2 separate regions of the Neogale vison genome follow, and region 1 is linked to region 2. Evidence: chromatin contacts called from public Hi-C data. All regions are on one chromosome and are shown on one strand. The core of a region is the stretch at or near the end of the contact, and the rest is flanking DNA. Distances in the headings are between cores, read along the strand shown. Region 1 overlaps SPATA9 (spermatogenesis-associated protein 9). Region 2 holds the start of GLRX (glutaredoxin-1).

Region 1 (6,998 bases), core at 4,460-6,959, 140 kb before region 2:
TCATCCGTTTATCCCCCAGTAAGGTCATTTTTTATGTATGCCATGTTGTGAAAAAAGATTAGGGGAGCACCTGGGTAGCTCAGTCCACTAAGCATCTGACTCTTGATTTTGGCTTAGATCATGATCTCCGGGTCATGAGATCGAGTTCCCTGTGGCAGGATCTATGCAGGGCATGGGACCTGCTTAAGATTCTCTCTCTGCTCCTCCCCCTGTTGCCTCCTCCTGTCCATGCTCTCTCTCTCTCTCTCTCTCCCTTCCCCTCCCCGCATAAACAGATCAGGAAGCCCTGTCCTATTTGATATATTTCTTCTTCCCTCACCTACAAAATTTTATCTGTGTCCATTCTAACCACTTCTACCCCAGTCACAGAAAAAAAAAAAAACGGGTCTTGACTGAAGTCAGTATCTCTGTGTTTATTTGTAATCTCTACCCTACCTCTTCTCTAACAATTATTCCCTGCCTTTTCAGCCTCTACTTCTTGGCTGCTTCTTGCCCTGAAACTTCTAATGTGTTCAAGTATCTCCCATCTTAAAGTAAAAGTCCCTGGAACTCTGTTTCTCTCTTTGACTGCTATATATGCTTGCTTTTCTTTTCTTTTCTTTTTCTTTTTTTTTTTTTTTTAAAGCCACTATTAAACACCTCTTTATTTTCACCATTTTCGTGGGGAAGGTGCACCGTTCCTGGATGTACTGCAACACCAGGTCGATGCGTGGAGTGGATGGAGCAAGCTCCTATTCCATCTCCCTGCTCCAAAAATCCATTTAATATATTGTCCTCGGATGGTGGACGTATCAGATATTAAACTGATAAGAACAGATACTACACTTGATCTTAGCCAAAAGGCCGAGAAGCGATATATGCTTGCTTTTCTTGATCAAACCAGGGTCTATATTCATGGCTTCGATATTATCATCTCCTCTTCACTGAAACCTGCACATTTCTGTCTTCCTTATTCTATCACACCACTGAGATAGTTACAAGATGGTTGACTCCAACATCTTTACTACTAGATCTAATGAACACTTTTCAAACCTTTTATTTTACTTGTTTTTTTTTCTCCTGGTAATTGACATTTAACTGCTCAAATCTTCCTGAATCTCTATTTCCTTGATATTTTGTCTCCTGATTCTCTTCCTACTTTTCTGATTTTTGCTTTTTTGTCTCCTTCATGGATTTCTTTTTAGCTCACCTTAAATGTTGCTGTTTTTTACATTCCCATTGATTTTCCACTCTTCTTACTTCCAGACTTTTCACTCTTTCCACAATGGTTCCACTCACAGGACTTTAACTTCCAACATATAATTATTTGCTTTCAAAATCACAGTTCCAGCCCTGACCTCTCCTAGACCTTGGGTGCATACGTGACCAATTATCAGGTCACCAAAAAACTGTTTCTAATACCTACTTAGAAAGTTTATAGAATGACAAGTCATGTGGGATGATAATTTCAAACGCCTTCAAGAAATTAGAGTTTAATTTTGGTTTTAGTCTTATTTGTTTTAGTTTCACCACAGCTATTTCATCCCACCCATTTATTTATTTATTTATTTATTTATTTTTTGCAGCATTTTGCATCCAAGATCAGTTGGATGTCATTTTTGTATGAGATTCACATTTAAGATATTGAACACGTCTCAAAAATTTTAAACACTTGCAAAATATAAGTTTGGCTCTTTTTAAAAAACTATTGCTATGTTTATAAAGGTAAGTTCCTTTACTTTTTTTCAAGAATGTCTTAGCTATTCTTGACCTTTTTCACTTCCCTGTAAATCTTAAAATAAATTAGTCAACTTACACACCTGCTCATATTTTAATTGGGACCACAACCAATCTATAAATAATGGGAAAAAGAATCTTTATTATTGTGTATCTCAATATGATTTAAAAAAATTAACAAAAGTGTGTAAGACCAACTAACAAAAAAGCTGTAAGAATTATTAAGAAAAAATAATGAGGACCTAAATAAATAGAGGGATATATCATGCTCATGGATTGAAGGGTGGACTTATTCTACTAGTTATCAAGACTTACAAAACTCTTGTAAATAATACAATGTTGAATTGGTGTAAAAAATAGAAAAATAGATTAACTGAATAGAACAGAGGGTCAATAAACAGACCTACACATAAAAACACACTTGATTTATGACAAAATAAATGTACTGGGGCAATAGGAAAAGTATTTTTTTCTCCCCAGCAAATTGAGTCAGATCAATGGAATACCCATGGAGGAAAAATTTGTTCCTTACCTCATAGCAATTCCAGGTGAATTATAAATCTAAAAGTGAAAGGTAAAATAATAAACCTCCTACAATATATCAGAGGGAACAATTTCATGACCTTGGATATAGGTCAAGCTGCCCTAATTAAGATCTAAAAAGCACCTAACATAAAGAAAAGATTAATACATTGGACAAAATTAAAACTAAAATAGTCTGGTTTAAAGATACTGCTAAAAGGGCAAAAGAAAGTCACAGAATAAAAGAAATAACCAAAAGAGGGTTTATGCCTAGAGTATATTTTAAAAGTAGAAATCAATAATAAAAAAGGTAGAATAGAAAAACAGAAGAGACTTTAACAGAAATTCACAAAAAATCCCAATGTCTGCTTAATGTATAAAAGGAACTCAGTCTGATTAATAATCAAGGAAATGTAAATTCAAGCACAATGTGATAATACTACATACTCACAAGAATGGCTAAAATGGAAAAGACAGACAATAGCAGCTACTGGGCAGTATCTACTAGAGATGAATACCTACATATTCTGTGGTTCAGAAATATTACTAAAACATATGTACAAGAATATTCATAGAAAGCATATTCACAGTTGCCAAAACTGTAAATAATATAAAACTTCAACCATAGTGTGGATAGTAACATATATATAGGATATATATTGAATTATTTATGTATTCAATCAATGAAATTCTACACAACAATGAAAACCAACAAACTATTGATGTAGGCAATGAATGAATCTCATTAATGGCAACTGAGCAAAAAAAGACAAATACAAAAGAATATATAGTATATTATTTAATATATATACAATTTAAACCGTCTATGGTATTTGAAGTCAAAATAGTGGTTACCCTTTATAGAAGAGGTTCATGACTGAAGGAAGTGAGAAAGAGGTTTCTAGAATGGAGGTTACATTTTGTTTCTTGATGTGTGTGATAGATAGATTTTGTGATAATTCATCAAGTTGTGTACTTTTCTCTCTGCATTATACTTTTTTGAAAAAAAAACTGAGAGGTAAGTATAAATAGCAATGGAGTAAAAGAAAATAACCCCTTATAATTTATAAAATCCTTTATATTTTTATCACACTTTGTTTTTATTTTATTTTAATTTAATTTTGAGAGAGATAGAAAGTACATTTGTGAAAGGCAGTGGAAGAGTAAAGGGAGAGTGAGAGAATCCCAAGCAGGCTCCATACTTGGTGCGAGCCTTTATGTGGGGCTCGATTTCAATACCCTGAGATCATGACCTGAGCTGAAATCAAGAGTTGGATGCTTAACCAACTGAGCTACCCAGGCGCTCCTTCTGTCACACTTTGTAATGAACACTTTGAATTACAGAACTTGTAATTCAAAGTACACTAATATTTGTGTTCCCCAATATCATAGACTTAAATGACGGAATACTGAACTTTAGCCAACCATGGCACAATGGCTTAAACAAAACCACCATAGCTGTGAAAATAAAACCAAAATGTTTTGACCAAATAATTATAAACTTTATAAAAATAATTTTATTCAAGTAAATTTGGTTTTGATGGACTGACTTGCCTCAGAAATGGAATGAGTTTACCTCAGAAGAGTAATTTTTTTAGAAAAGTAAATTTCTAATGTAAAATTATTTTGTGTACAAGAGGACAGTACCTTGGTTTATGAATTTCCTATGTATCTATCTTTAACATTACATGAAATAAGTACATTTATACCTAGATTCTAATAATTTTCTTAACTTACCAGGTAAATTAGTGCTGCATATGAAGCACATATTATGCTAGTTAAAGCAGTCTTTGCCGGAAAAGAAATGATTTCAAACAAAGAACCCCTTCTGACCTGCGAAAACAAAAAAGAGTTTTCTAATTACAATAAAAGTTTTCAGTGTTACAATGTTAAATTTTAAAATATTACTGTAAAATGAGAATTTAAATATTTCTTTCTAAAGAAAGTTATCTGCTGGGTCTATCTTGGTTTTTTTCACATTCTGAAAATATATTGGTTTATTTATTTATTTATTTTTACAAAAAGGTACTTTCTTTTGCTATGACAGATCTATTAAAACTTATGAAAGATCAATAAAAAAACTTGCATTTCCAAAATCTAAATTACTTTAACTTTTTTACATTTAACAAGTGTGCTCACTAGGGGGTGCCACTGTGCATATTAAAAAAACAGTCTTTTCTTTGTTCAAATTCATGTAATCATCCTTTACTAAATTTTTCTCTTCTTCATTAAGCAAACAGTAATCGAAATACAAAGCATTTCTTGCAGATTAATGACCTGATTGGAAATGTTAATCATGAGACTGCTGAAGGCCAGCATTAACCTTAGGTGAACATTAAGCTTCAGGAAATGCTCTGCATTCACATCAGCATGCTTCTTTGAAACAGAGGTTTACACCAAAAATGAGTTTGTCTCTCAGAGGTTTTTAGTTTCTGGTAATAGGTGTCTCTGCCTCAAACAACAATATGTTTAGTTTAGGGGAATCATTCTCTCTTCTAGGTCACCTCTGTTGCCTTGAGTAGGATATGAAAGGAGGGCATTGGGAAAAACATTCCCTTCCCATTCAGCAGTGAAGTGGCAGTTAGCCATGCTCCTCTGAAGTATGTGCCAAGACACTCAATGGCTTCAATAACTCCTGAAGGTACAGGCTGCAGCTAATAAAATCATGTAAATGCACAGTAAAAATGCACACAAACTAGAAAGAACAGTATGTATGTGTAAAGTTACTTATGACCCTGAAAAATGGAAACAATTGATAGCAGAATAGTTAGGTAAATTAAGCAATATCCACTCAATGGCGTATTACAGCCTCTTAAAAGGTGCTTCTGAAGAATGCCTCATAACATTTTATTGAACAAACGTTTGTATGGCACTGGGTTTTAAGTGCCTGTTGCAGTATATTCAGTTTTTGCTTACTGCTGCCACTGCTGAATGAAGAACAAAGCGCCCATCACCACTGACCTTCTTTTCTCTTAAGCGATTAATGGAATGCTAAAGCCAAGAATACTATCTAGCCGATCAGCAAAGAGATGGAGTGTGGGGAGCAGTGCAGGGCGGGGAGGGGTGGAGGGCAGGAGTAGGGCAGGGAGGCATTCCTTCTTATTTCCTGTCTTTCAGGCCCTACTGATTCCTAGATAGGGGAATAGGGATGGGCACTTTTAGCCCACTCTCTCCATAAGCTGGTCTGGAAATTTCCCAGAGTTCCTGGCTTCTGAAAAGAGTTTCCAGGAACTAAAGCAGTTGCTGCTCTTTCCCTCTTGCTAGAAGAATCAAACTGATAGTATGCTTTTGCATCTCACTGTTAGGCTACAAGGAGACAAACAGATAAGTAGAGTGCAGATGTTGGGAAAGAAAGCAGATATACTCCCAACAAAATGCCTCCTAGGAAAGTAAAAGATTCATGAGTTTGTGAATATATGGATGTACAGTGGGAAGTCCATATCCAATAACTGGTAGGCCATATACAATAAAAATAAAAGTGGCGTCTGCATGCATGAGAAATTACTCTGTTTCTATTTCACCGCATCTTTTTTTCGCATTTTGCCCTTCACCTGAGGTAATTAAAACTGATTATTTTTCAAAGTTTCAAAATAAACTATATATCTGACATATGTTACACTTCTGAATGATGAATCTGATATTGCCTAAGGTCACTTTTTCACCATTTTAATGCTTTTATTTTTATTTATTTATTTTTTTTTTTAGAGTTTTTGTTTTTGTTTTTGTTTTGTTTTGTTTTGCGCCTGGGTGGCTCAACGGGTTAAGCCGCTGCCTTCGGCTCGGGTCATGATCTCGGGGTCCCGGGATCGAGTCCCGCGTCGGGCTCTCTGCTCATCGGGGAGCCTGCTTCCTCCTCTCTCTCTCTCTCTCTGCCTGCCTCTCTACCTACTTGTGATCTCTGTCTGTCAAATAAATAAATAAAAATCTTAAAAAAAAAACAAAAACAAAAACACCATTTTAATGCTTTTAATAAATACTTGCTATTCCTGTAACAAATCATTCCTATAGAAAATGCATTTCCTCCAAAATTTATGTGGCTCCTGGCAAGTAGCCATTTTTCAATTTCATGACCTACTTCCAATACATGTTTTTCATATTATAAACCACACTGTTTCATTTTTGGCTTGCTACAAGCAGGAATAGTATATGATAAAACAAAAAAAACCCCAAAATATGATTAAAAAAAAAAAACAACGAGTGTTGCCAGGGGGAGGAGGATAAGGAGAGGATGGTGGGGTTACGGACATTGGGGAGAGTATGTGCTATGGTAAGTGCTGTGAAGTGTGTAAACCTGGCAATTCACGAACCTGTACCCCTGGGGCTAATAATACATTATATGTTTATTAAAAAATTAAAAAATTATAAATAAATAGGAGAAATTTGTAAATCAAAAGTTGTATTTAGATCATCTCAACCAATTACAAAAATTTATTTAAACTTATATTAATTTTTTGAATATTTAAGTTTAAAGAATCTTGATATCAATATTATGGCCATATACTCCTTTCTTGAATTTTTTTTTAAAGATTTTGTTTATTTATTTGACAGACAGAGATCACAAGTAGGCAGAGAGGCAGGCAGAGAGACAGAGGAGGAAGCAGGCTCCCTGCTGAGCAGAGAGCCCGATGCGGGGCTCGATCCCAGGACCCTGGAATCATGACCCGAGCTGAAGGCAGAGGCTTTAACCCACTGAGCCACCCAGGCATCCCAAATTTTTAATATTAATATGTGTGTATATATAAGATATGTGGATGTGTTAT
Region 2 (6,459 bases), core at 966-3,465:
AAATGTGCCAAATGAATGCATGAAGAGGTTTCCCCCTCTAAAGAAGAAATATTACCAGGCTGACAAGGAATTCTCAAAATTTATTCCGTGTTGGAATTACTTGGGGATCTTTTTTTTTTTTTTCTTTTGGTAGGAAAGGAACTATTATTTTCCAGCCTCGTTAGGGTATAATTGACAAATCTGTATATACGTAAGATCTACAATACTATGATTTGATATACATACACATTTTTAAATGATCACCACAATCAAGTTAATTAACAGACCCATCACCTTCCATAGTTAACTTTTGTCTCTGTGTGGCAAGGACACGTAAGATCTCCTCCAGAGCCAACTTCAAGAATACAGTATTATTAACTAGTTATCTTGCTGTCCACTAGGTCCTTAGAATTTCCCTGTCTTATGACTCAGAGATTGTACCCTTTGATCTGGGGATCTTTAAAACTATTGATGCCTGGCTCCCAACTCTGATTTAACTGATATGGAGAATGGTTTGAGCATCCAGATTTCTTAAAAAGCTCCCCATAGTGCCAATGTGCAGCAAGCTTTAGGAGCCACTGACTGAGAGGGGTCCCAGCGGGGTCCTTGGCAGCATCTGCCCTGCCCTTTGGCTCTCAGGATGTGGACAGCAGGAGCCTCTGACCACTGTGTTCTCTGCTGCAGGACCCCTCTGACACTGGAGTCCTCAGCTCACAGCTGGGGCCCTGGAAGCAATAGGGTAACAGGTTTAGCCTCCATCTGTGCCAAAATACTGGTCTGTGACTGGAGAAGCAAGGAGAAACAGCCTCCGGTGCTTTATGCCCGGAACCCAGACAGAAACCTTCAGTCCAACACAGACCAAAGCAGGATATGTGCTTCTGCAAACGCTGTATCCAAGAACGTGCATCCTGAGGCGGGCTGGGGTGAGCTGGGGGGCCGGCCCCTAGCCCACCCAGCACCAGAGGACTCAGGCAAGCTGGCTGGCCACCGCTCCAGAAGCTGAGGGTGCCGAGGCAGAGGAAGCCTTTTTAGGTAGAGAAAAGCAGTTCTTAGAGGGGCTCACAGTCTATTGAGAGTGAAGGGGACTTAGTGGTCCCTTGCTCTCTTGCTCTTGTCTGGTCTTGCATAGGGGGAGGTCCTTGAGGATCACCTAGGTGGTGTCTTACAGGATCACACTGCAAGCCCTTGTGAGAGCCATGCTGGAACTCTGGCCCCTGGACTCCCTACTAGCACAGGCCAGGCCGAGAAGCATCTCAGAGAAGAAGGGGCAGATCAGGATCCTTTAGATTCTTCCAGTGGGTGGAGTTAGATAAGATAAGGAAGAATGAGCTAATTGGGTTATATGGTTAAAGCAAGCTTAGAGAAAAGATTGAAGGACAGCAAATCCTGCTTGGCCAGGTGAACCCAGAAGAAAGAGTGCATAGGATTCCTGCGTTCAGTAACAGAAACGCACAGGTCACCCAGGGACCCTGTAGCCCACCTTCCAACCCCAGCCCTGCAAGCTGTAAACTGTCATTTCCCAGCAGTGCTTGAAACAAAGACTCCAGATAGCTCACCCACTCTCGGACAGCTGCTGGGCCCGCAGAGCCGTTGCACGGCACAGAGTCTGCGAGGACCTCTGGCTGCAGCCCAGCTGCCCGGTCCCCTGAGCAGCAGTGTCTTCTCTTCGTCACCCTCCCCCACCCTGCAGAGCCCTCCGGTGGCGCCTTGAGTGAGGGAGCCCTAGCGGTGTCCTAGAGAAAGGCACAGGCGGATCCCCTGCACAGCCCCCACAAGAAAAGGGAATCTGAGAACCCTTCGCCCAGCCTTTGAGAACTCACCGTTCTGGCTCCTGTGAGCGTTTCCAAATAGTCTTGAATCTTGCTTGTGTCACTGGTGGCCGTGATATCGACAAATTCCAAAAGCCCTTGTTTGAAGGGCAGCTCGCTGAGGAGCTCCTGGGTCCTTCTGCAGTAGGGGCAGGTGGGCTTGATGAACACGACCACCTTCCCGGGCTGGATTTTGCTGTTCACGAACTCTTGAGCCATACTGACAGGCGGCTACCTCCTGGGGAGGAATCCTCAATTGCCGGTACCGCTGGGGTGTAAAGCGGTGGCTGGGCCAGCTGGCTCGCATTTAAAGGAACCTCCCCGGAGGAGGAGTTTGCCCCGGCGCGTGCTGGGGTTTTAAAGAGACAGCTCCAATGTCATTTCAGCCTGGTATGATTCACCAGCTGGAGATGCCGAGGTTGGCATACTTGTTGTTCATCAATAGCTATGTCCAGGGTGTCGGCGTTGTCCTCAGCTTTTCCAGGAGCACCCGCCCTTTGGCAGAGAGTGTAGTTAAAGCGCCCTTCGGGGAAGCATCCAGTGTGCAGACCAGCCCCCCGGGAGAGGGCTGAGCCAGCAGTGACTTCTTAGGAGTCCAGTCTTTGGTTTCCCTCTCAGACTCACCCATGTTCACGTGGAAACAGAATCACTCATGAAACATGGAAATCCCCTCAGAGGAAGTGAAACTGAAATTGGGACTTTGCCTCCATCTTAATGTGGCTCCCTGGGCATTTGGGTTGGCCCGGTGGATGGGTGGTTTGTGGTTGTGATTACTTTAATGGAATTAGTTCCCAATCCTTAAAAACCTGGAGATTTCCCAGAAGGATCTGGTCTTGCAACCTCTTTCTGAAAAGCTGGGTCACACTGACTTGTGGCAGCACCCTCTCCTAGGGAAGGATGGGAGTGGCTCCCATTTGCTATAGGCCCCGGGCTAGCTCCTGTCTTCCCAGACACCTGCTGCTTTAGGGCCATAAGCATTTGAATTTGGGACCTCTGAACATCAGTTTACCATGAAGGCAGATTCCAACACACACCCCGATTTCAAACTGCAGGTTCAAGGAGGGTCTTTTTCTCTGTTTAACCCTCCATTTGTGCCCCTTTGTTTTCTGTATTTGGGAATGAAGTGGTGTAATAACTTGGCTACTGCATTCACCTCAAGCAGGGTCTGTGGCACTGGAAACTGTGATGTTCTCCCCTGCATGGCCCACAGTCCCTGGTGGGGGTGGGGAGCAGTCTTCTGTTCTAGGTTCAGTTCTGACCCCCCCGGTTTACAGTCAGTTAAATCAAACAATCCAAGAAACACCACCTTTAAAAGTGAGTCCTTCTTTTCTGCAAGAAGTTTTACACTGAAACTCTTTCAGGAGGGATAGGGCTAGGGCCAGCGAGGGACCCTTCCTTGGATTGTCATGTCAGCGGAATTTCTGGCATCGTACGATCCACAGAGGGAAGAAGATGGACTCCCAGAAGCAGCTCTAACTATTACTAAAATTAAATGGCAAAATGAGAAACCCAGATTTTGAGTCACAGAGAGGGAGCTACTGAGATCTCTGTCAGCAAAAAGAATGTGCTTAGGGGCTGGGGGCCTGAGGCAGCTTGTCCCACTCAGGGCTGGGAACCGCCCAGCCCATGGCTTCACGTCCCTCCTGCCCAAGCACAGAGCAGATCCTCTCACCATTTCCACCCACTTCCTTCCTTTAGCTGTTGCTCCTGTGGCCAGGCTCCTCCCCGGGGCCCCCAGTCTCTTCAGGGACCAGGGGGAGTGGGGTGCCGCTTTCTGTTCCCTTGGCCTAAGGTTCATTGGCAGGCCTTGTACTTGGCTATTTCCTCAGAGCCTTTGTCTTCCCACTGCCTGGGGTTCGCCTGCCCCTCTCTGGGGCTCTTTTTTGCCAGTTGCAACTCTGTTCAAGTCCCTCATGGTTGAAAACCACCACCTTTCATCTCCTTCGACCCTGCTCTCCTGCCCACGCCCTTTCCCCCACAACCAAGTGTCTGTCAAGTGTCAAGCTGTTCCGATTGCCTTGCCGATTGCCATCTGTAGTTTCTCCACCTCCCACTCTTTCCTCACCGCATTGCAATCTGACCTCCTTATCAGCTCTTCTGCCCAAACTCTTTTGCTAAGTCATTGTGTGGCCAGGTGTCCTGAGAGACTAATGCACAAGTGTGGGTGTGGAGTTTTTGGTAAACTGGTGGAGTGAACTTCCAGAAAGAACTCGGCACACAGGGTCCCCTGGGAGTCTGGGTACCTAGGGCAGAGCCTGGGGTAGGGGGAGACTCTGTGGTCTGCTCCACAGCTCAGCCCCATGGACTGGTGTCTGAGGCCTTAGGACAGATGGGCACAGGCCTGGAGAAGGCATTTTCCTGAGGGACTCTGTGAGGCATGGAGCACAAACAGATGACAAATAGGGGGGTGTCCTTTTCATTTCTCAGAAAATGCTGTGGCTTCAGCTCAGGGAACAGGTCAGAGCTTAGAATACTCTGCTGCCTCAGAATCATGAAGGTACGTTGCTTTGGCAGTTCAAGAGATGGAACCCGTTAATCTCGGGGGCATCTCAGGGGGGCTGTGGGGAGGCCCGGTCCCCAAGTGTGGTGGATATCAGATGCTTGTGTGTGTGGAGAAGCACACGGGCCCTCTTCTTGGGCCTGGACACTGCTCTTCCAGGCACTCAGAGAAATACTGGGAAGCAAGGACTTCTCTTCAGGGAGTGGAGGTCCTGCTCTGCAGACGGTTGGCAATGACACCGAGCCAGTGATGTGTGTGAAATGGTGGCTGGTACTATTCGTGTGACCCCCGAGTGGACCCACAGGCTGATGAGGGCTGGGGAAATTTGGCCACACATGAACATATTTCAGGCTTTTTCCTGACTTCCCCTTTTGTAGGACTTGACCACATAGATCACCGTCTCCTCTTGAAGCTTTCTTCTTCAAAAGGTCATTTGCAACTTGCTTTTTTTTTTTTTTTTTAATTCTTCCCGTATCTCTGGATATTCTGTCTCAGATTTCTCGCTCAAGAATTTTGCCCGGCTTGATCCTTTTGTCATTGTGTACACACCCTCCTTGAAAGAGTTCATCTGCCCACGTAGCTCCAGTTAGCACCTGTTTGCCGAGGAGTATCACGTTTATTTTTCTTATCTAGACTTCTCTCCTAGGCCTCAGGAATGGAAAGCTTTTCCCTCCTGAGAAGAGCCTCCCGGGGATTCCTAAGAAGTGTTAGCCTCAGTGTGACCGAAACTGAAGCCAATCTTCTCTCTTCCATATGTATGCATGGCTGAAACGGCCAGGCCTCGGCTCCAGGAGAAGATCACAAAAGAGCAGAATGGGAGGAATTGATGGCCAAATGAAGCTGAAAAATTGGTTCAGCAGCAGGGATTAAAAAATCATATTAAAAAAAAAACAAAAACAGGGGCGCCTGGGTGGTTCAGTGGGTTAAAGCCTCTGCCTTCGGCTCAGGTCATGATCTCAGGGTCCTGGGATCGAGCCCCGAATCAGGCTCCCTGCTCTCTCTCTCTGCCTGCCTCTCTGCCTACTTGTGATCTCTGTCTGTTAAATAAATAAATAAAATCTTTAAAAAAACAAAAACAAAGAAGTTATGCTCCATGACAAGAAATTCAGGCTCCTAGGTGAGCACTTGGTGATGATTGACTGTGTGACCAAATAAGAGCGTGGAAACAAAATAAACTTAAAAACAAAAACAAACAAAACAAAAAAGCGGTTTCAAATCTTTCTTGGGAAGCGCAACTGTACTTTGGCCACAGTGACCCTATAACTAACGGAGGTCTGAAGTCTGCTTCTCCAGGCAGGCAGCACTGGAGGAACACTAACCACCAAGGTCAAGTCATTCCAACGCATCCAGATCTCAACTTCGTGTTTTCAGATTACCAGTTGCACAGCAACTGCCTTCTGCAGAAGTACCAGCTACCTGCCGGTGCTGCCGGTTGTGAAAAAACAGTCCTTAGCCCTGAGTGGAGAAGCTCAAAAGCCGTGAATCACAGGGACAGAGTGTCTGTGACGGAAAGGACCGCGAGTCTCAGCTGGAGACCATCACTGGGCACAAGTGTGTGGAGCTGCCATTGGGAGTGACGGTCCCAAGCGCCTGAGGTAAAGCGGAAAGAAGGGGAAACTGGAAAAAAAAAAAGATCCGAGCAGACAGTACCGATAGAACAAAATCTCCAGGAGCGTTAGGAGGTGAACCAAGAGGAAACAGTTGCCCCAGGAGCCCTCCCCCCTACCCGTTTAGCCCTGCTTCTGCCCCCACACAGCCACCCACTGTGATTCCTCCACAGATCATGAGGCTTGGCTGAAGACAGGGGACAAGTATATTTGCAGTAAGAGTGTTCTTCAGTGGGCTTCCAGTTAGTACATTTTGGCACATCCAAGTGATGGAACAGGATGCAGCTGTTAATACGAAGAGTGCCTGAGACCCCTCAGGCACATGACCTGAGTTCTCTAGGGTCTGACAATCCAACTGCAGAATCATGTATACTGACAGTGTCTTTTGTACAAAGATAAAAATGTAGGCTATGAGAGTATTCTATGTGTGTGTGTGATATATATACATACATGTGAATGAGCTGTATCTGCGTATCCTAACACGAAAGATTTCCTAGGGAAAACCTTACCCAGTTTTAAAAGTTGCAAAATAATATTTGCATATTAAATGAGAAATAAAAAATGA

What was found. Hi-C and Micro-C count contacts between places; a contact is called where the count stands out from the background.
Region 1: a Hi-C map of fibroblasts shows a contact between it and region 2, with 5 times the contacts expected there. The contact joins the enhancer-like site here to the promoter of GLRX in region 2. A contact is called at or near these places in 2 of 3 Hi-C or Micro-C datasets (fibroblasts and muscle).

The regions. Positions count from the first base shown.
Region 1 is chr1:197,651,817-197,658,814 of ASM_NN_V1, reverse strand. It overlaps SPATA9 (spermatogenesis-associated protein 9), which reads right to left. Exons shown (of 5, transcript XM_044265307.1): 4 at 3,976-4,071. LOC122896792 (a small nuclear RNA gene) reads right to left here and starts at 855; the gene lies at 665-855. Within about 2 kb of position 5,709, the one cell type or tissue checked has open chromatin away from gene starts, as enhancers often do. A contact at or near this core is called in fibroblasts, where this site is marked.
Region 2 is chr1:197,505,454-197,511,912 of ASM_NN_V1, reverse strand. GLRX (glutaredoxin-1) reads right to left here and starts at 2,215. Exons shown (of 3, transcript XM_044265270.1): 1 at 1,800-2,215. The coding sequence starts at 2,006.